Regions from separate parts of the Astyanax mexicanus genome. Here region 1 is linked to region 2. Evidence: chromatin contacts called from public Hi-C data. All regions are on one chromosome and are shown on one strand. Each heading gives the region's core, a stretch centred on a gene start, on an enhancer-like site or on the middle of the called end of the contact. The rest is flanking DNA. Distances are from core to core; before and after follow the strand shown.

The links. Hi-C and Micro-C count contacts between places; a contact is called where the count stands out from the background.
Region 1: a Hi-C map of muscle shows a contact between it and region 2, with 7 times the contacts expected there. The contact joins the promoter of klf6a here to the enhancer-like site in region 2. A contact is called at or near these places in 2 of 3 Hi-C or Micro-C datasets (both in muscle).

Annotation. Positions count from the first base shown.
Region 1 is chr6:48,166,433-48,172,702 of AstMex3_surface, forward strand. It overlaps klf6a (Kruppel-like factor 6a), which reads left to right and starts at 1,687. Exons shown (of 4, transcript XM_007238620.4): 1 at 1,687-2,272; 2 at 5,448-6,033. The coding sequence starts at 2,171. The region is part of intron 2 of LOC107197132; the gene reads right to left.
Region 2 is chr6:47,944,234-47,950,250 of AstMex3_surface, forward strand. No RefSeq gene overlaps it. Among protein-coding and RNA genes, the nearest start is that of ccny, 38 kb to the left of the region's middle. Within about 2 kb of position 3,603, the one cell type or tissue checked has an H3K27ac peak away from gene starts, as active enhancers do.

The sequences.
Region 1 (6,270 bases), core at 437-2,936, 220 kb after region 2:
TTTTGGGAGTTTCTATGGCTACATAAATAATGGAAAAATAATTTCATAGTGAATATAGTAAACTGATTTGTGAACCTGCGCTCAAAGCACGCTTTAGTTTTCCATATTCAAGATATCTGGAATAACAATTTATATGATATCCTATCTGTATCTTTAATCTGAGTTTTTACAAGAGAATATAAAAGTACTAATATATATATAAATCTAGAAAAATAAGATTAGAGGAAACATGGTTCGACGTAAGTTTGTATGGCCGTGATACAGTAAACAGCAAATAAATAGTAAATAAGTGGTAATATTGCACCTAGGGATGGCTATAAATGGTTATTTTAGAATGACTTGCCATACACTTTAGCACTCTAGCTTACTTTAGACAGCTTAAAATTTTTACCAAATTTATATTTAAGCAAATTAATGACATATTTTGATTTTTTTTTTTTGTGTGTGTTTTGGTCCGAGCCTAAGAAAGCGCAAGCAGCTGATCTGAGATTTGTTTTGTCCCCAAACATGAGTTGAAAAATCTGATCTCTAATGACATTGTAATTGTTTTTTGCGGAGAGAAAAATCACAAAGCCCTCTGGTTTGATTAAAGACTACGTCAACTTCCAGTAAAAAGTCTAGGTTGAACCATCTAGGCAAGTGATTTTACATTGCAGATAAACCAGACCATGCTTTAGAAGTTCCGCTCTGGTTCTTTTAGTCCTTTAGATGGTGGTTCGCATTCCCTTTCACACCTGCTACTTTGGTTCGGACCAAACTGAAAAGTCCAAAAGTCTGGACCAAACACCTTCTCTGTGGTAGTTTGTGGACGTGTTTACTTGTTTAAGAACCAAAGCAAAAATATTTTTTTACAGTGTAGTAAGGTTTGTTTTGTATGAAAGACTATGCACGCCACCTAAAATAAAAAAAAAATCCATTATCCATAATTATTAAGTACTTATTATTAAGTAATGTGCTATCTCATAATGTAACTCTCAGAATAATGAATTACTATCTCAAAATATTTAGATTGTATCTCAGAATTATGAGAGTATCTCAAAATAACAACTTACTATCTTAAAATAATGACTTAAAAATGTGCTGGACAGCTGCTGGATTTATTTATTTAGATTTATTTTTTTTTGAGGTAACGGGAACTGGCTTCCATAGTTTTGAAAGTTAATAAAAGTGAATATAAGTGAATAAATAGTAAGAGAGCATTAGGAAAAGAACTTGGCTACTGAAATGCCAAGAGTTCAAAAAAGCCACCAGTATGTACCAGAAATGGAGAAGGTGTTGCTTAAATATGGGCTTGGGGTGATTACAGGCTCTGTAAAGGGAACTGGAGTAAGCTAAAGTGAGCTGAAGTGAGTTAAAGTGGATCTGTGGCACGGAGTGAACCAGCAGCAGCAACACCACCACCGCCGCCACCGTCAAAAAATAAAAAAGCAGAAGCCGAGAGAGTGTGTCTGTACCCAAGTCCTTTATATATGGGTCTAAAAATAGCCGGCCAATCAGAGCGCGGGGCCGGACGATGAGCGGGCCAATGAGGATGGAGAAGAGGCGAGTTGATCTGCATTAGGCGCGGTGATTGGCTCAAGGTGATATCATATGCGCCCGCGCAACCTGGTCGCCTCTGATTGGTCCGTTTGCGGGGAAAAAAATCTGAAAAATAAAGCAAGGGCGGGGGGCGAGGGGGCTGCGAGGTTTGAATAGAGAAGTTTGACAGAGCGCAGCAGCAGCAGCAGGGCTTCCAGCTGAACTTCAGTATCTGAGAGAGAGAGAGAGAGCGCGAGCGAGCGCGTGAGAGAGAGAGAGAGAGAGTGTGTGTGTGTTTGGTCCATGCGAGCAAGCTCTATCCAGCGTGAGAGAGCGTGAGGGACACGCACACAGCACGCACACTCACAGGACCATCCGCGCACAAGCGACGCTCCACTGCTCCGCTGTTGCATGTGCGAGACACACGCACCCGCGAGAATAGTACGACCGAGACGAAGACGAAAGAGAAGGAGGACCCTCTCTCCGCTGTCACGAGCGCAAACGAGGTGGTCTTCCCGACAGAGAGCGAGAAGACAGACGCGGAGAGAAACGACGGGAAGCTCTGCGAGCCCCAGATAACTTTAGAACTTCCACAGCTTTCCCCCCCTTCTGGTTTTACCCCTCTTTCCCTTCTTTCTGCTGGGATTTTGCCATGGATGTGCTACCCATGTGCAGCATTTTTCAGGAGCTCCAGATCGTCCACGACACGGGCTACTTCTCAGCGCTGCCCTCGCTTGAAGAATACTGGCAACAGGTAATTCATTCTTTATAGTGCATGATAGATGGCTTTAAAATGCGCAATGCCCATATAAGTTATATATGCATGGATCCATAGAGAGCGCGAGAGAGAGATATAGAGAGAGTGGTACGCACGCCTCTGATTCAAACACAGGCTGCCCCCTGCTTCTGACTGGCTGAGACTGACACTGTGACTGTGGTTGTGGTTTGCTTTAGCAAAGTGGGCGCCTAACTTGCATTCATATCTGTGTGTGTGTATGCATGGCTTTAAATTTAAATACCAGTAGTGTGTCATGCTTGAATAATACTATAATAACAATAACAGCTTTTTTTGTATGAATTTCCTTATAATACAATAAATAATACAATAATAAAATATTGTGCGCAATACCCACATCGTGAGTAATGCCTTGTCCAAAAACATGGTTCAAAACTGGCTTCTGACTGGCTGACTCTGTCAGTTTAACTATGGTTGTGGTTAGATAGCTAAATGTGCGCCTAAGTTGCATGTATGTTATATAAATATAATATGTGTGTGTGCATGGCGTTAAATTTAAATACCAGTAGTGTCACGCTAAAATAATTATGGCAACAGGTGATAAGAGTAATATATATCTTTATAATAAGCAGAAAACGTATAATAACATTAAAAGCAAAAAAAAAGTAGTCTTATCCACAGCGTTACGCACGCAGCTGATTCAAAAACATGCTTCCCCTCTTCTGACTGGCTGAGGCGCTGTGGTTGTGGTTAGATAGCTAAATGGGCGCCTAACTTGCATGTATGTGAGCTATGTGCGTGTGTGTGCATGGCTTTGAATTGAAATGCCAGCCGTGTCTGTCACGCTTGCACAAGCCTTGCCAACCTCGCTGCCATGCCATGCCTAGGTTCAGCAGAAAGAGTATAGTAATAGTAGCAGCAGCAGTTGTAGTAGTTGTAGCAATGTGTTGCTGGAGTATTTTTTTTTGCAATTAAGCAAAGGAAGCAGGCGGTTTGTGAGTAAAAGGAGCGCAAGCCTGCAGCAGCTGAGTGCGCTGTCAAAGTGCAAGTCAGTGTCGCCTCCCGCTGATAGCTAGTGGAGTGGAGTAAGTTACTGTAACACTGTTAAGGGAGCACTGCTGTGTTTAAGAGTCTTAGACTAGTATAAGTGCAATGAAAAGAGAAAACTTAATTATTTGGCAACCTATATGTGTATATCTGTAAAGAAAGTTAAAATATATATATATATGTTAAATCTCATCTTAATAATATGAATGGTTTAGGCTTAGATGTATAGACACTTGGAAAATGCATGATTTGGCAACCCACTGCTTGACACTTTGAAGATTCCAGACACTCAAACTTACTTTGCATTTATTAGCTAGGGTGATCCCTTATTTCATAACCCTACAAAGTGCACAGGTATCTATATAATACCATCCAGAATGGTAAAGGAGTCTGTTTTAAGTTATGTTTTTTAAACAGCCTATGTTCACAGAATGGAGGAAAATGAATGAGTTGGCAACTTTTGTGAACATTTACATGGTACATCATAAAACTACATTGTAAGTTATAATACTATGTTTTAATATGATTGCCTTTCACCCAGACTTTTAGGATTTTAGAGGAGCTTCAATTCAAAAAGGAAGAAAAATGCATGATTTGGCAACATGTCATTCTAAACCTCACATAGTTAATAAAAAAACGCCTTAAAAATAAACCTAGGTATAATTAGAAGACATATTTATAGTGATTTTAGTGTACTAATATTAGACCTCATAGCCAGTATAGTAGCCAAAACATGTGGTGACTTTAACACTGTGTGGGTCTCCTGAGCTTCTATGATTGAGAGAAGGTCTTGAGGACTCTCTACTAGGCCTCTGACTGGCTCCCAAAGCTAGAAAATCAATGACACATGGAAATATGAAAAATAATCCAAGAAGGAGGCTGGGTTTAGTATGATAACGCAGCATAGCGGTGTGACAGGCGAGGGTGTTACATGCCGCTTTTCTTCCCTTGAGAATATTCAGTCAGAGCATGATTGAAATCCAGCCAGGTAGTAAACCCTCAGGCGATTGAGGTTCTCGGATTCAAGCCAAGAGCCAAGCACCGTCTCGAATGTGTTCATACTTGCTTTCCCAGTGGTTACTTCCAACACACTCATTCACACATGCATTTAAAAACACACTCACTTACACACAGACACACACACACACACTCACACCCACGCACTCACAAGATGACCCAGGCCTTGAGAATGTGCTTCTTCCGTCATTTGCACAAGCAGCGCTAGCAAGAGAACATTGGTTGAGTACATACATTTTAAGTGGTGTTTCTTGGTACTCGCTTCACCACTGCTGAGTTTACTTCTGCTTACAGCTGTTCACTTTAACCCAGTGGTGTGGTTGGATGTTCACGAGTCTGAATGAGGAAGCTCAACATAAGCAGAGCAGAGAGAGGAAGTGTTGTGGCTTCCTTAAAAGGACTCTGAAAAGGGCCGAGTGCATGACTCACGTGGCCACTGTTAACCAAGTGAATAAATGTTAGTCTTTCAGAATGAGGCGCTGCAACGTTGGCTTAAGCCAAGCTAAATTTGGACACAATCATGCTGAGAGCACCATAATTGGGTTCATTTTTTAGGTGTGTGTGTGTCAAACATGCGTAACATTTTGACACGTGGAATTGCTGATCTTTAGAGATGTTCTTAGACAACGTTCATTCATTCCCCTGAGCTCAGTCTGGAGCTCTAAACTACACTGTCAGTGGTGCTGTCAGATACTGCATGGAGAAAGGTCTTGAAGCAAGACTTGAAGCTTGAGATGTGCCAGGAAATTGGACATCCCCCAGGATAACCTGTCGTGAGAGAGATGATGGAAAGATTGTTCCTCATTAGCGCCAAAGGGGATATGGCTTTCTGCTTGGTTGGCCTGTTTTGAGGAACCTGATGATTGATTACATTTGCATTTGTTCAGCAGACACGTTTGGTCCAGAGTGACTTAGTTGACAATGGTTGACTTGACGAGTGTAGAATTAAATGTCTTGCCTAGGCACTATTTAGCACAGCAGTGCAGTTCCCGTCTGGACAGGGAATTGGACTGGGAATTCAACGAAATGCTGAACATGCACTGCACAATATTTAAGCCAGAATTGAAAACTAAAAAATTGAAGGGTTCCCCAATGTTCTAACCTTGTGTTCCCTGTTTCCCCACGCCAGACATGTTTGGAATTGGAGCGCTACCTCCAGAGCGAACCATACGTCTCAGCGTCTGACCTGAAATTTGAGAGCCAGGAGGACTTGTGGAGCAAACTGATCCTGGCCTGCGGGGACTCAAAGAGCGATTCGGACTCAACCCTCCCGCGGGTCAAGGAAGACCCTGACAATCAGGACAGCCAGGCTCTGGAGACCAACAGCGTCAACTCGGACGTCAGCAGCGAGGCGTCGGACAGCTCAGAGGAACTCTCGCCCACCCACAGCTTTAGCTCCAACCCTCTGGGCTCGGTGTTGTCTGAGACTGGACACTTGGGTTCGTCCATCATCGCCACGCCCCCGTCTTCACCGGAGGCGCTGCAGGAGCCCGGTGCGGCCCAGGTATGGGGCTCCATACAGACTGAACTGCATCTGCCCATCAAGATCAGGCACGGGGGAATGGCCAAGGTCTCAGGGGCGGATAAGTCGGGTTTGGCAGGAGGGGACACGTCTCCAGACGGCAGGAGGAGAGTGCACAGGTGTCACTTCAACGGCTGCCGGAAAGTTTACACAAAGAGTTCTCACTTAAAAGCACATCAGCGTACTCACACAGGTAAGAAAACACCTGTTTTGCTCTTTTACCTATCCTTATCTTTCTCAACATCTGATAGTGGTCAGTGTGTTCTTTCATTTTAAGAGAAACACAAACCCTTATGCAGCTATGCTATTTTCTCTTTTAATCTGCAATGTCTCAATCAATTAAATAAGCGTACAAACTTTCTCTTCCGCTACATATATAGACACACACACATCAACATTTACAAATCAGTCCAGCACCAGCTGGGATGCC
Region 2 (6,017 bases), core at 2,353-4,852:
GTGGCAGCTTTTGACTAATATTTTCCTTGATTTGCAGCCACAGGCCTGGAAGTGTGACGAAAGTCCTTCAGCCAGACTGAGTTCCAACGTTTTAACTGCATACAAAACATTAAAACTAACTGGCTTTTGAACTGTGTAGAAATACTGAATGTAGTATATGTAGAGAAAACGGTCAATGTTGAGTATACAGAAATACAGTATTCAAGATAAATACTCAACACCAGGCAGGGTGTTTATGATGGACACTATTATCCCACAATGCAAATCTGGAACAGTTTTAGACAAAAACATGTTGAATAACCATGCCAGTGAATCGGCAACAACAGCTGGACAACTTAAACTGACATTGCAAACCCCCACTTTTTTACTATTTTACTAAGATTAGTATGTAGTAGGAATGTACCGATGTGATCCAGTGCCTCTACATCTGGGAGGCATATTTTAATGTATCGGATACCAGCTATTTTAATCCAAATCCAGTTCCAAGTCTTTGTTTTATCCACATTTTTCAGATCTAGAGTCCTCAAGACTTCATTATCAAACATTATTTCCCAGCCAGCATCACTAAGGGGAGTTCTCAGAAGGTAAATAAAAGAGTTTACTTAGAGTCTGCAGTGTGAGACTATTTTACAGTGGAGCAAGAAAACATACCATAATCTCTAAAACTACATCAAACTATCAGCCAAATGCTTTGTTGTCTGACAGCAGGAGAACTGCACACCTTACTTTGCTTTAAAACCAGCACAAAACAGTGTGTTTAGAACCAAGTGGGCGCTAATGCTAACGCTAATGTTCATAATATAATACGCAAACGTTGCAGAAACATAGCATAAGTCATAGCACATTCACCCACTAAACAACAGTTACTACACATCAGTAGTCGACCGAAAACAACAGATATCAGATATCAGTCCAGAAGGGGTACTACTACAGAAGCTAGGAGCAGAATGGTCAGGTAGGTTGGTCAGACTTTTAAACAGAAAAGTCTAAAAACTGAATTAAATAAGTCTGCCCAGAATGTCTTATTTTATACAGTACCAGTCAAAAGTTTGGACACACAGTGTCATTCAATGTGTTTTCTTTCTTTTATGCTTTTTTACATTGTCAATTATAATATTAAAGACTTTAGTGTTAAACAAACCAGTATTATGTTTTATACTTTAGATTATTCTAAGTATCACTTATTTTTTTGAGGACAGATCTGCACACTCTTGGTATTTTAATCTCAGTGTCTTCATGAGGGAGAGTCACCTGGAATAGTTTTCTCAGCGTCTTGAAGGAAGGAGTTCCTGGAGGTGCTGAACAATATTTGCTGCTTTTCTTCACGCTGTGAAGCTCCAGCTCATCCCAATTAAATCACCTCAAATCACCATCTCAGTTCATCAGGTTTAGATGAGAAGATTGAGTCAGGTGGAGGACTAACACTTGTTTTTTTACTGTTTACTACATAATTCCATATGTGTCTCTTAATTGTTTTCATATCTTTAATACTAATCTACATTGTAGGAAATAAATTAAATAAAGAAACCTTTGACTGGTACTGTAAACTCTTGCCAAATAGAGTTATCAGTATTAATTAGCAGCACATCTTCTCTAAACTGTATTATTGGCTATTAATAAACATTATATTATATGGCCATTCTATGGCTGTATTATTTATACACACACAAATATCAGATTGGATCAGTATTGGCTAAAATCCAGCTTTAAAAGACAAAATAATCTGATCAGAACTTTCGTACTATACAGTATATATCTTATGGTATTGGTGTGTCAGACACAATTGAGATGAAGCCTAGGATTGCTGTAAGGAACTGGAACGCACACACACAAGTCTGGAGTGCTCGGAGAGCTGTGATTGGTTAATAAATTTGGCTAATACAATCTTTTCCGTTGTGGAGAGAGGAAAAAAAGGAGAAAGTATGTGTTGGTGACGAGAGCCGAAAGTTTCCAGCTTGAGCCGGCGTCAGGGTATCCTTGAATGACCTCTGTGTTTTACAGGCAGAGCTAAATGCAGCAAGTGGCCATTTCCAAAATTAAAGTCTTTCACTTTCAGGGAAGGAGACGGAAAAGAGAGGAAGAAAGACGAGTGCCACCAGAGTGTGCAGACACTCAGATTTATTGTTGGGGGAAGAAAAACGAGGGAAAAAAGAAACTGGAGTGACATTTAAATAAATATAAAAATCAGACTTTTCTGAATGATCAGAGATCAGAGAAACAGATGCACAGATATACTAAACAAATATGTCCAGATGTTTGTGGACACTCCTTCTAATTAAAGTTGCACCCATTGCTGACACAGATGTGTAAATATACATGCAGCTTGTGTAGTACCTGTAGAGAAATATTGCTAAAGAGGAATTTGGAATGATGGTGATCCATCCAGTACTTTTCGGATGAGTTGGGGAGTTGGGGACAGGGGGGCAGGTGATCATTGAATATCTAATACTCTTCCTTTAACAGCTACCCCAACAAAAGTAGAAGAAACTCTATATTAATTTCTTGATTCCAGGTGAATTAATACATTAGCGGTGTCCCAAAACATTTGTCCATATAATGAAGTTTATACTAAAGCCAGAGAAAGAAGATTTTCCTTTGGAAAGAAGACATGAAGTAAGACAGAGAGAATGAAATGAGAGATGACACAAATTATTAAAAGAAAGAGAGATATGTCATTTAAAAGTGTGAAGAAAGAAAGGTAGATGATAAAATAGAGGATAAAACTGGAGAAATAGAACAGAAAAGTAGAAAGTGGAAAAAAAGACAAAGAAAGAAACAAAGAAAGTACCAATCAAAAAAGTATTAGGATAAATCATAGGAAAAATCATGGATGAGGATAAAGAGACCATTTCAAATTAATGGGTGAGAATGACTGATAAAGGGAACAAATAAAATAAAACAAAAGAAACTGGACAAAACAGATAGATATAAAAAGGGCAAGATGTAGAAGGTGTGTAAGAGAGAGAGAGTGAAGGAAAGAGAGAAAGAAGATGAAAAAAGAAGAAAGAGAAGAATGGAAGGAGAAATAAGAATAAACAACAAGATTTAAAGACAATATTAGAAAAAAAACAGGATGAGAGAATGATTGAGAGAGTATAGAATAAGTATGCAGGGAAAAAAGGAAAAAGTAAGAAGATGAAATGAGGATAAAGAAGAACTAGTGAAATTAAAGGAAAAAACAATAAAAGAGGAAGAAAGAGAGGAAATGAAAATGAGACGAATAATGAGATATTCTAGGATGAGATGAATAGAGCGAAGAAAAGAAAGAGAGAGAGAGTCAGGGAGAGAGAGATATAGGAGTGAATTTTAATCTAGAGTTTGAAGCTACTCTTCCCTCATCTCTCGCGCTCGTCTCTTTGATGTGTACGCAGCATAGCCATTGTTGTCAAGATTGTTGTCAATAGTGATTGTTGTCATGAGCAACCAGTGTGTGACATAATAATGGAGAAATGTGAAAGGTTTCCCAGGAGAAAGCTGGTGAGGAAGCAGCTAAACAAACCTGGCAGAGTCTGAGATCTGCAGCTCAGTGATCTCACTTCTTCCACTCGTCCTCAGATGCCCTGCTCTCTCTCTGTTACAGCATGTTTGCAGTTTTCTGACCGGCTGTGGTCTGGGTGTTTGTTTGTAGCCTGTCCGCATTGCTGTGACACTGACCGCTGGCCTGGACCGCTCTACTCTGTGGGGCTGTTTTAGCTGTGCAGGTCAACTTACCGCCCAGAACACATTTATTATTATTGCTGCAAACAGCAGATCATTTACTCTTTTTTTCTAATCTAGAAACCACCTAGCAACTCCACAACAACCACCTTGGATACCAATTTACCATAACATACTATAACAACACCATAAATACCACTCGTGAAATATCATTGTAGAAACACTGCAACCACTTAGCAGCATCATAGCAACCAGCTATGTAGCAATAAAAGAGAAATCACCTGAAATACCACAGCAACCACATGTGACACCACCAAATCCATCCGAGCAACTGACTACAGTATAAACACCATATCAACTAGCTTATCAACACAGAAAACTACACAAACTACATGGAAAATCACATCAGCCACACAGAAACTGTAACTTAATAAAAGAAGAAACTTTTCTATTATTTTACAATATACAGCTCTGGAAATAATTAAGAGATCACTTCAGTTTCTGAATCAGTTCCTCTGATTTTGCTATTTATGGGTTTATGTTTGAGTAAAATTAACATTAATAAAAATATTGTCATTTAGAGCATTTATTTGCAGGAAATGAGAAATGTCTGAAATAACAAAAAAGATGCAGAGCTTTCAGACCCCAAATAATGCAAACAAAACAAGTTAATGTTCATAAAGTTCAGAAATCAGTATTTGGTGGAATAACCCTGGTTTTTAATCACGGTTTTCATGCATCTTGACATTTTCTCCTCCACCAGTCTTACTCTACTGCTTTTGGATAACTTTGTGCCACTGCTGGTGCAAAAATTCAAGCAGTTCAGTTTGGTTTGATGGCTTGTAATCATCCATCTTCCTCTTGATTATATTTCAGAGGTTTTCAATTGGGTAAAATCAAAGAAACTCATCATTTTAAGTGGTCTAATTTTTTTCCCAGAGCTGTATTTGCTATTTGTATTGCTCTCTTTTAGGATCGTTTTCAAGAGCTCAACATTATTTCAACACCAGAATGTTGAGCCTGATTGTGTAATTTAGGATGCTGAACAGCTTTTAGATCAAACTTATGTTTTTTGTTTGTACACAAAACAAACAATGCCACAGTAAAACACATACACTATAATATCATTTATCTCTAATTATTAAAAGGATTATTTGCTCTGCATTGTGCCTCATTTAAAATGTTGCGAGGACTAAAATACTTTTTTATGCCAACAATGTAAAATAGGTGGTATTAAAACCGTTATTGTTGTTATATGTACTGCTGTATATTTTATTGCATTATATAAATGCCAGTCTGAATATGTAGTGTTTTTTAGGGTTTTTAAACATTGTCAATGTTTATGTCAGCTCCTCTCACCTCTACTTAAAGGATTGGAGTGTCTGGACTAGAAGAACTGGATGACCCGAGGCACCTTCCTAGAACGTTTTCCTAGAACACAGTGGTAAAAACAAAGGATCATAATTGTGAAAGTGGCTGATCAGTATATATATTAAAATATAAACATATATAAGGAAGATTGAGCCTTGATATAGGCCCTTTAAGAAAATGTGACACCATAAAAGAATCAAGGGTTACAAATTTAATGGAGGAAAGTTACTCAGATTGACTTTTTACCACCATCTACACGGTGTAAATACTTCTGTATTGATCACAGAGCTTTAATTCCATTTCTAGACAGAAGATAAAGGGAGGAGGGAAAAACTGTTACAGTCTGCATGAGTGTGTGTGTGTGAGTGTGAGTGTGTGAGTGTGAAGAGAAAGTGAAAACCAGGTCTGGGGTTTTCCCTTTACCCCACAGAGAACCTCTCTGACTGACAGCTCTTGTAGCCCTGAAGAACCCCCCCCTCCCCTCCGGCTCGTGTGTCACCCTAGTGACTCTGACCAGTGACAGTCTTGCCCTCAGACCCACTAGAGGGCACTGTGAGCACTGCCTTACTGGGTGTCCGTCTTCACAGTGATGAAGATATCCTGCTCTCAGAGCACATTTGCAGCTCCAGAGACGTGATGGGTTTGATATAAATTGCATTAAGCTTTAAACGACATTACATAACCACAAAAAAATATTATTATTATTATTATCCCGCGCCCCCATTCCCCCCTCGTTTGGCCCGGCCACCGCCGCTGTTAGGGAAAGGGCAGAGGAAGGAGATGGGCCTGCAGGTAAAACAATCAAAATGAAATGAGGAGATAATATCGCAAAGTGGCTTTGATAGCCTTCATCACAGTGTTTTATTTCACTGCATCGCAGTCGTGCACTTTTATTCGATTTGGGTGGTCTTGAAGGGCCTCGCTAATTAAAACTGTGACCAATTAATCAAATAGTGACGACCTAGGGGTCAGCCGCGGGATTAGACATA